Linked DNA regions of Arachis hypogaea: region 1 is linked to region 2. The links are chromatin contacts, called in public Hi-C maps. All regions are on one chromosome and are shown on one strand. The core of a region is the stretch at or near the end of the contact, and the rest is flanking DNA. Distances in the headings are between cores, read along the strand shown.

Region 1 (4,893 bases), core at 1,746-4,245, 53 kb after region 2:
GGTCACATCCATATTAACCCTTATTTTCATAATCCGGTCCTCCTTGCCTCTCATGGCAAATTTATCAGCCTTTATTACCTTCCCTAGTTTTTGACCTATCCTCCGGGCCACCGTTATTGTTTTGCGAAATTCATGCATTCTCCACATTTGGATCCATACTGGAATTCGAGTAAAGTCCTCCTGTTCTACTTTCATACCTGGCTGCCATCTTCTAAGATGGATCATATAATTCTTAAATAGCCATGGAGATCCCCTTTCCACCCTTATCACATCTGCTTCCTTAGAAAAGAAAAATTGGAATATATTTTTTTCATGCACTTTGACTTTAAATCCCTCAGGTTGATTCTAGATAGCTCCGAATCCACCCTCTATTGTCCCGCCGCTAATCCCTCTATCCGCCATTAGTCTCCCTATTAAGCTTTTAGAGCATATTTTGACTCCTTCCTTCACATCCTCCACCTCCAATGCTACAATCTCCTCCTCTTATGTTTCAAGTAATTCTGGATTCTGCGTAACTCTCACCTCAGGTGATGCCATAGGATGGGTTATGAAAAAGAATTATAACATTAAAAAAGGATGAAATCTCACTGTTCACTCAGATTATTTGGAGAAGATGTGAACTCTTAGTAATTAAGATTCACAAGAAAAATAATAGAATAGAATTAGCAATTAGGATTAACAAGAAACCCTATCAGAGGCACAAAAAATCCTAGGCACAAAAACCCGGAGGTACAATTCAAAAATTGAAAAAGTTATTTGTTTGAAGAGGAAATGGAAGGAAAGGAAAGGGAGGAAAGAAAAAAGGAAGGAAAATGATTATTTTCTATTGTTTGGTTATGAAGAAAAATTGGGGAGAAAAAAATTATGGAAAAAAACTGGTGGGACCCACCAATTTTTTTTCTCTCCAATGTTAGAAAGAAAAGGGAGGAAAAACATATTTTTTTTCATCACTTTCAATATTACCCCTTCATTTTTTTCAAATATATTTTATATTACAAGAGTAAAATTGTCTTTTTATAATATTTCTTTCCTTCTTATTTTTCTTTCATCCAAACACATCTAAGAAAAATAAAAATCTACTCAATTTCTTTTCTTTCTATTTCTTTCCTTCTAACCAAACATAGCATAAATTACTGATCCTCACTTGCATACATAAAACCACATTTCATAATGAAACAATAAATTCGTTCATCCAATATTATAAATATTTTACAAAATTGCTTAGATAATTAAACCCCTAATTATTAGCTTTAATGTAGGCAATAAGGCAAGTCTCACGGGAATAAAATTATAAAATCTGAAATTAAACTAAAAGTATGATTCTGATTCTATTTAATTTAAATCAGATTTGATCTTAATAAATTAAATTATATTTGATTTAAATTTTAAACTTCTAAAGATATACTAATTAATTTAAATAAGATTTGATCTTAATATATTACATTAGATTTGATTTAAATTTTAAACTTTTAAAATGTGCTAATTAATTTAAGTTACATTTGATTTTTAATGGATTTAGATTAAATTTGATTTAAATTTTAAATTCTTAAAAATATACTAAACAAATTAAAATCAAATCAAATCTTTTAACAAAATAGAAAATAAATCAAACTTAAATCTAAAAGTTCGATAAGAATCAAATTTAAATTTAATTTTGATATGTTGCACAATATAGCTCTCTATTTGATTGCTTGCAGCTGCACCTTAAATAATTTTTAAATATGAATTAAATCCAACAAACTTAATTAAATGCAGTTTAAATAGTCACAAAAAAAAATGTAATTTAAATTTAGTGAACTCCTTATAGTTATTTGTACTCCAAGTAACTTAAAAAACACTATATTTCTTGTGCCCTAAATTAATGCAATCGCATTTAAGACAAACGGTTAGTCTTATTAATCTTTAGAATAATTCCAATGAAATATTTTTTGAGTATTATTTTTTATTTTTATAGTAATTATACTAAATTAAAATTAAAATTAAAATTTTTATTGAATATAATCTTTAAAATAATACTGATATCATGAGATATTGTATCATTTAAAAATAATTAATATAATATAATTATTTGTATATCTATTAAACTCATTAAATAAATATTATAATATTATTAATAAATTAAAATAAAACCAAATATTAAAGTAGTAATTTTTATCCTCAGTATCAAATTATTTTTTATAATATATAATTTTATAAATATAATATATAATTTTATAAATATTTATGTAATATCTTATAAGACTCAAAATAAAATATTACTAAAATAAAATATTGGAGATGCCGTTAAAATTGGTATAATTTTTTTCTAATAATATCATATGCTTGACTTTGACCAAACTGACCCTTTTTCTTTTTTGGAATTACAAAAAACGTCTTCTTAAACACGTGTTATATATATATATAAATAAAAGTAGACCAAAATTTGATGGATAGTGATGAGGAAGGATTGAAATCCATGATAAGTGCAAAAAAAAGAAGATAAGCCAGTTGTAATGGTTAATTGGTTATAGAAAAAAGGATTAAGTATTGCTTATTAGACTAGAGGCTCGATTATATTATATAGAAAAATAGAGAAGATGAAAATTTTGACGTGTGTTATTAGTTACAAGATAATGTCAAATATAAGTATTTAAAGAATTTACATAATAAGAATTTGAATTTGAAGTTGAAGTACAAATTAAATTTACACCAAAAAAGTTTTGAAAATATTTCAAGTGCACCGAGAGTACTGGTGTTTCAGTTGTTTTATAAAAATATATATATAATATATATTAATTAAAATCAACGGTTAAAATAACTGAAATATCGATATTTTCGATGCACTTGAAATTTTTTCAAAGGTTTTAAATCTATAACCAATAAAATTAAATTTAAAACTGTCCTCTAAAGCTTCTAATAATAACAAAAATGATCACGCCAATTCGCATTCACCAGGTAACTACGAACAAAGCGGATATGGACTGACGTGGATATATCATAGACATATTGGTCATGGGGGCATTTTGGATGTACTACTACTGCCAACTCCTTCCTATCCATTTTCCCATAATTTCTCCAATATATATATATATTAAATATTTAAATTAAATTACACACACTTTCCATATGCATTCTTCCAAAAAAGCGAACAAAAATCTACCACCAAAGTTTGGTCGCGTTGTATAAATACTGGAACGCATGGTTCCGTGTTTGAATTGCCATATGCAAAGGCATTGATCAGAGCTTATCTTTTTTTACTTCAGATCCTGGGCTTCCTCCTTCTGCTAATTACCCTTCCTACCCTATTAATCTGAACTACCTACCACCATGATTCGAAGAGCTCTATGCTTCCCCAGTTTCATCAGGAAATCGCTGCTTATTCCACCCGTTATTTCTCCTTATTCTAATTCTTCCTCCAAGGTTTTCTTTCTATCATTCTTAGCTTCTATTAGTTTCTTTATTCTTTTTTCCCGCTGTTTTTTCGTTTGTGATCTATTTGTCATTCAATTGTGATGCTGCTGCATGTGTAGTGTTAATGTTATATTGCCAACGAGTAATAGCTCAAATAACATAGTCTCCTCATACTCAATTAAGAGGTTGCGAATTCTAATCTCCTATCTTTAGTAAAAAAAAATATTAATATTATATTGTAGGATGAAAACTAATTTTATATAAAGTTAATAATAAAAAATTATTAATTAAAAATTTAATTAAATTAATTAATTTTACATAAAATTGACTACATTCAATTTTCACCTTTATTATAGTTCATTGATAACAATTCATCAATCTCTTTCTCTCTCTATTGTTTGCTTTTCCGTTATTCGACATGCAAGCTTATCTTTGCTTCTTCTTTCCTCGGTTCCTCACTCCGTTTCGTGACTCATCGTGATGGTGTCAGTTTCTACGATAATGTATTTTTTATGTAGGTAGAGACTCACATATAATTATTTTATATTTAAAATATTATTATTATTTTTTATGAAAGTTCTTTATATTGTGATCTATTTATCAGATAAGATAAGTTATTTAAATATATATTTTTTAAATATATTTTTGTTATATTATTAAAATAATTTTTAAAATATATAAATAATGCAACTAATAATTGTCACACTATTAGTCTATTATAGATGATATATCTTATTTCTATTTAAAAATTCTATTGTGCAATAATTGAATTTTTCTTCTTTTTTTTTTTTTAAATAGCCCTTATATAATGTCTTTGTCAAATAAATAGATAACGTTGAAAATTTGACTAAACGTATTTATGATAGAACCTAATTCAACTGACTAACTAATTACTTCCTAAACCATAATTTACAAGATTAAGATGTGTACTTTAATATGAAACTAAATACTAATAAAGATGTTGGACTATTTTCTTCTCATAATCTCATTATTTCTACAAAGTTGAAAAAGTGACATGTTTTCTATTACTGAAAAAATATAATGTGAAAATATTAATAAAAAATTATTGATGATTATTTAACTAAGAGAAAAATAATAGGTGAACAAATTATTTTTTAATCAAACTCAATAAAATCTTTTTATTTTTTTTTTTATATATCTCCTCTTTTTTCTTTAGATAATTTTTATTGTATCAATAATTTATTGGACTAACTTAGTTGAATTTAGTATAATATATATAACACTTATTCATATTTTAATTATTATTTTTCATAAAATATCTTTGTATGAATGGTATCTTATTAGTATCTAGTAAAGTGCAAAACTTTACTTTTGTGGCTAGTTATATTATACCTTAAATGTCAGTCTCCTATGTTTGCTAACTTTAGAAAAAAAAAAACTTCATTATTGTGGCCAGAAAGAGGAATTAAACTTTTAATGTATATAAATATATTTAAAAAAATTTCAAATGTATTAAATACAATGGTATTCTAATAATTTTAA
Region 2 (5,497 bases), core at 1,460-3,959:
TGGGGATAGTGTTTTGAAATATAGTCTGGTTTCTCGTTTTCCAAATCTCCCAACTTAGCACTCCAATTCTTCCAATTAGATCCTCTGCTTCTTCCTTCCCTTGTCCTCTAATTTTTCTGCATATTTCAAGCAGCCATTCTGCAAATGACTTGATTGTTTCTGGTGTTGATAAACATTGACTCTGTGCTCCAAACCACGTTACTCTGATCCACGAGCATAGAAGAATTGCATGTTTTATAGTCTCTATTCCTTCCCTGCAAATTCCACAGATAGGAGTATTAGTTATTTTCTTTTTAAATAAGTTATTATTTAATAGTATAAGCCTTCAACCACGGGTTTTGGTTTGTCTTTTTTTTTTTTTTTTGGGTCAGTGGTTTTGGATTGTTCAATGACCACTATTTCAGACTTTCGAACAGGTTTTTTTTTCCCCTTTTTGGTCAGGAATTGGGGATCAAGTATTTTTTTTTTTTTTTGTCTTATTTGATGATCAAGTTCAGCATTGTTCCTCTTTTTTTTTGTTGAGTTCATCGTTGTTCAAAGTTGTTCCTATAGCAAACTTCCTATCAAGGGCCCAATCCGGGATCAACTTTGGTAATTACTGGGCCCAACTACTTCTCGATCATCCACGCCGTCATTTCAAGTTAATTTTGGCAGAGGATCTTAAAAGAGTGTTATTGCCAAGAGCAGTTCCTGGTTTTGTTTTTGGGGCTTTAAGCCCCTTTAATGCCAAAAACAAGAAACATTTTTTTCCTTGTGACTAGAACATTTTTGCTTTTCAACAGATAATTTTGTTTCTTACTATAGATAAATTACTTTCGCTGAAATTCGTTTTTTTTTTTTTTTTACCAAAGATAGGAGACTCGAACCTGCAACCTCTTAATTGAGTATGGGGAGATTATGCCATTTGAGCTATTACTCATTGGCTTCGCTGAAATTCGTTTGTTAGAGACTAAAAAGTTTAGTTAAATCAGCTCCCATCAATATTTGAACAAAAACATAAGTCTTTACTATTTTTAAAATTTTCAAATGAATCTCTTTTGTATAGATAAAAATTAAGTTGTCTAACAAAATAAAAAATTTAAAACTAATTTGATAATTAAAAATTTTTAGAAACCAAAATGTATGATTAAATTTTTTAATAAACTATTTTGAGACATTACTACTCTATTTTAATTTGAAATTAGGTTATGTCCAGCCCAGTTTTAATTTGAATGAAAAGTTGTTAAGAGAATAAAGTCCAAAATACAAAAGGAAAAAGAAAGTTGTTAGAGATTGATGTGTAAATCTGCGGACCATGGTGAAAACTAAAGATTATGAATCTCTCATTGAATTGTTTTGTAATACGAGAATTTTATTTTTTTTCGCGTAACATTTTTAGGTGCTCGAAAAATATTGGTGTTTCAGTCATTTTTTTTCCTCCAAAATAAGTAAGCTTTCGTTAATAAAAGAGAATTACAAGTATCAATATTCCATACACTGGGACAGAGAGGAGCTTGGGAGCTATAGAAGTTCAGACAACAGCCGCATCGAAGAGGCTACAACTTCTGCTAGTGATTGTGACTTTCTGAAAGACCCATGAGTTTCGTGTCTTTCATATATTCCACAGCAGAACCACTAACAATGGGGAGTAATTTGTTTGATTTGATATGTTTCAGTAATTTTAGTCATTGATATCTGTTCGTACCTGAGCCGAAGTTATGAGTTTATGAGTTTCGGAGATCTTAATGGGCACAGCGTTGTTTTCAAGTCGGAAAAACTATCTGTAAAGATATTTCGATGCTTTAGTTAGTAGTGCTCTTAGGTGTTAAAGTGGACAGATGCCTACCTGCTAAGTTTTTTTTTTCCTTCATACTATTTTTTTAGTTGGATTCGATGTTATTAGGCATTTACTGTCTTGAATATTCATTTTTTAATGCTATAATGTGGCAACTTAAAGAGGTTTTGACGTTTTTTTTTCTCGTAATATACCTATTAGCTCATAACATAGTATTCTCGTTAAATGTTAATAATGGTATTGATTCTTATTGAAAATAATATCATTTATGTATATATTTTATAATAAATATTAGTGACTAAAAGTATTGGAATATTAGTATTTTTAATACATATAATTACCGTTCTATAATATATAGGAGTGTGTAAAAAAATATCTAATTTACCAAATTTCACAATATGATTCATATTCGATTCGATTTTTTTTTAATAATATCTGATTTATTAGACTATCGGATAAGATTCCATCCTCAAGTATATTAGATAGAGGAATGCTAGGGGCTAGCAATTTTTGTGATTTGTAGCCATCAAATAGCCATCAATGATGGTTTTAATGGTGTGAGATTGGTGTGAAATTTTATCCAATGGCTCACTTTTTTTTGCTGATTACATGCTGGCTAAAATTTAACAAAATTGCTGACCCTCTAAACTTTTCTTATTAGATATATATTAGATATTAGATATTAGTATTACATTTATTTATGAATTTGATCTGATTGGATTAAATTAAATTTAAAGATAATATATATATAAAATAATTCAATCGTTTCACTATAAATGGAATCGAAATTTTGCTTAAATTCAATCTCGTGTACATCTATATATCACATTCCTAAATAGTGTTTCTTTATGGTTAGAGATGTAGACATGGTTTATTGGTTCTAGTTTATATATGTATAGTTGGATGGTTTCCGTAATCAACTAAAATGGAGTGGGAACAGTAGAGCAGCGATGTGGCATATACCATTCACAACCCAACAACTACGTAGTTTACAGGCCTGCGATGCCGTTGAATAGCACATTTAAATTTGGTCTCAGCCGTTCACGTGTGTCTGTGTCAGTTTCGTTTGGAAGTTGATGGTAGGTATGTGGATCGTCAAGTGAATAGGAGCAAAAAGTGATGCTAAATTATGTCCATTTTGTCAGACCATATGTCTGTGTATATATACAAGAAAGAAAAGAAAAAAGAAAATTATACCGGTTTTATTTTATGAGTTTAACGGAGGATTCGTTAATAGTAATTTGGTGGCACCAAACAATTTTAGACAAGTGGGTGCATTTAGAAGAAGCTGGAAGTGCATTAATTTGTTAGTTTTTGTAGTTGTTGTGAAAGAAAGGAAAAAGCTAACAACCGGAAATGTCACTATCAAGAGTGTTCCATATGTCTTTCTTCATTCATTGATGTGAGTGTAAGTGCATTTCCACCGTCACTTGCGTGCGTTTGGTTGGTCTTTTATGTACACAAAATACATGGACAGCATGGTATATGTTTATGGACTGTTTATTTAGACATAAATTTTCTATGAATATAATGATACACAAATATACATAAAATATATTTTTAGTATTTTCTTTTTGAATTGAGATATTGAAATATAATATATAAAATATAAAATTTTATATTTTTTTAGTATCTTTTTTATTATTTTTTTTTCTTTTTTTTTTCTTCTTTTTGTATTGTTGCATTTATTACTGTCATTAGTAATCATCTTTAGTCATATATATATATATGAAAATGGATTTTCTCCATTTTTTTTTATATTTGAGAGAATAAAATGTAATTTTTCACCTTTAATTCTATAAGTAGGACCAAAATTAAATAGGAGAGAAAAAATAATAAATGATAGGATTAAATACTGGACACCATCCAGTTCTTTTTCTCACTGAAAAAGATCCACTCCCTATATATATTCATTTTTACTATAATGTTGTTCGGATTTATTCGTGTCTCGTTACTTGAATTAGTTTCATTAAGAAAGACAAAAAAGACTAGACAAACTTAGAAAAAAGGTTGAGTTGTTCAGATTTGTGCATCTCACCTTTATTTTTTTTTCATTTATTTCAACCCGTTTCAATATTAAAAAAAAAAAACTAAATTACTGAGATGATGAATGAAGAAAAGTTAATAATAGTATTTTACAATAAAGTTAAAAATTGGTGGTGCCGATAGTAATAGTAGTAGAAAGTTCTCATGGCGGTGGCATTAATGTTGGTGTGATAATGATAAAAAATTAATAAAGATAAAATGGACATTTAAATTAGATTGTTGTGTTTTATACATTGTTGTCAAATAGATTCAAAAATTTGTGTCTATGTCTTTTAGTATATTTGGTTGTGTTTAGTTACGAGATCAGAAAAAGATATGACATTAAGAATAATATAGAAAAGACAGAAACACAAAAAGTCAAAAATTAGTGTTTTTGTATCTTGTTTGATGATAATCTAAGTATAAGAAAGAACAAATTATGAAAGTCTAATTTATTTTAATTTTTTTCGTACAAAAAATTTAAAAAAATATATAATAAAAAATAATTATAAAAAATTAATAAAAAAATAAGTCATGTCTTTCGTCAGTATTTCTGTGTAGAAAAATATAAAATATATTAATTCAATATTTCTAGACATAATATATGTATCCATGTCTCATCTGTCAAACATATTTTTGCGTCGGTGTCTATGTGTTTTAAAGACACTAACCAAACAGAACCTATCTTCCTTAGAACTCAATCGGGATCAGATTAGATTATCTCATTTGTCACTGTACTATAATAAAATTAATTCTTTTATAGTTAAATAAAAAATATAAAAATTGATCATTAAAAAATTGAAATTGAATATTTTAATTTTTTAAAAATATATTATTTTAAAAATTTTGAGATGGAATAATCTTATATGTAAATTTATTAAAAATTTACTTATTTAACATATATACTAACCAACTTGTTATAATTCAAGTGGCATAATTTTCTCATACTCATCTAGAGATCGCGAATTCGAGTCTCACTCCTAATTTAAAAAAAAAAACATACATACTAAAAATTTTATTAAAAGCGACGATAGAATAATTAATTTGTATGACTACTAATGCTAATAAATTTTAGAATTTTTTTAAATAAAAAAATTTTGAGAATCAAAATATTTAATTTAATCTTTTTAAATACTATCAATTTAAATATTTACTAAAAAATTCTTATTAGTCATAATCTATTTTTGGAATTAAATATGTGTTATCGATAAAAATTATTTATTTATAATGAATAAAAAAGCATATCATATACTTCTTTTAGATAAGACGTGTTTGGATCAGAATATTTTTCATACTTTTTGTTGGAAATGTTTCTGAGTTGAATTATTTTAGATGGAAAAATTATTTATTTTTCTCCATTTTCTTATAAATTTCACAAGAAATGGCAACGCAATAAAGGCCGCCACTGCAAAAAAGAGGTGAGAAACGAGGATGAAAAGATATTAGGCACCCTACTGCAAGGATTGGAGGGAAGCACAAAAATAGTTTGATTACAAAATTGTTAAAACATATAACATGATTCATTTCATATTCAAATTTAATTTATTTCCATCATTCGTCATATATTTTTCATAATATCACACTTCTATTCTTGTCAAATTAATCATTTTTATATCACGTGGTTCCTTCTTATATTATAACTAAGAGGAAGAGTTTCAAGTGTACCAGAACACCGGTATTCTAGTTATTTTAACTGTT

The links. Hi-C and Micro-C count contacts between places; a contact is called where the count stands out from the background.
Region 1: a Hi-C map of an unstated tissue shows a contact between it and region 2, with 3 times the contacts expected there. The contact joins the promoter of LOC112766219 here to the enhancer-like site in region 2. A contact is called at or near these places in 3 of 8 Hi-C or Micro-C datasets (leaf and an unstated tissue).

Annotation. Positions count from the first base shown.
Region 1 is chr17:133,171,195-133,176,087 of arahy.Tifrunner.gnm2.J5K5, forward strand. LOC112766219 (branched-chain-amino-acid aminotransferase 2, chloroplastic) reads left to right here and starts at 2,996. Exons shown (of 9, transcript XM_025812112.3): 1 at 2,996-3,399. The coding sequence starts at 3,307.
Region 2 is chr17:133,118,267-133,123,763 of arahy.Tifrunner.gnm2.J5K5, forward strand. No RefSeq gene overlaps it. Among protein-coding and RNA genes, the nearest start is that of LOC112767219, 17 kb to the left of the region's middle. Within about 2 kb of position 2,710, at least 2 of the 3 cell types and tissues checked have open chromatin away from gene starts, as enhancers often do.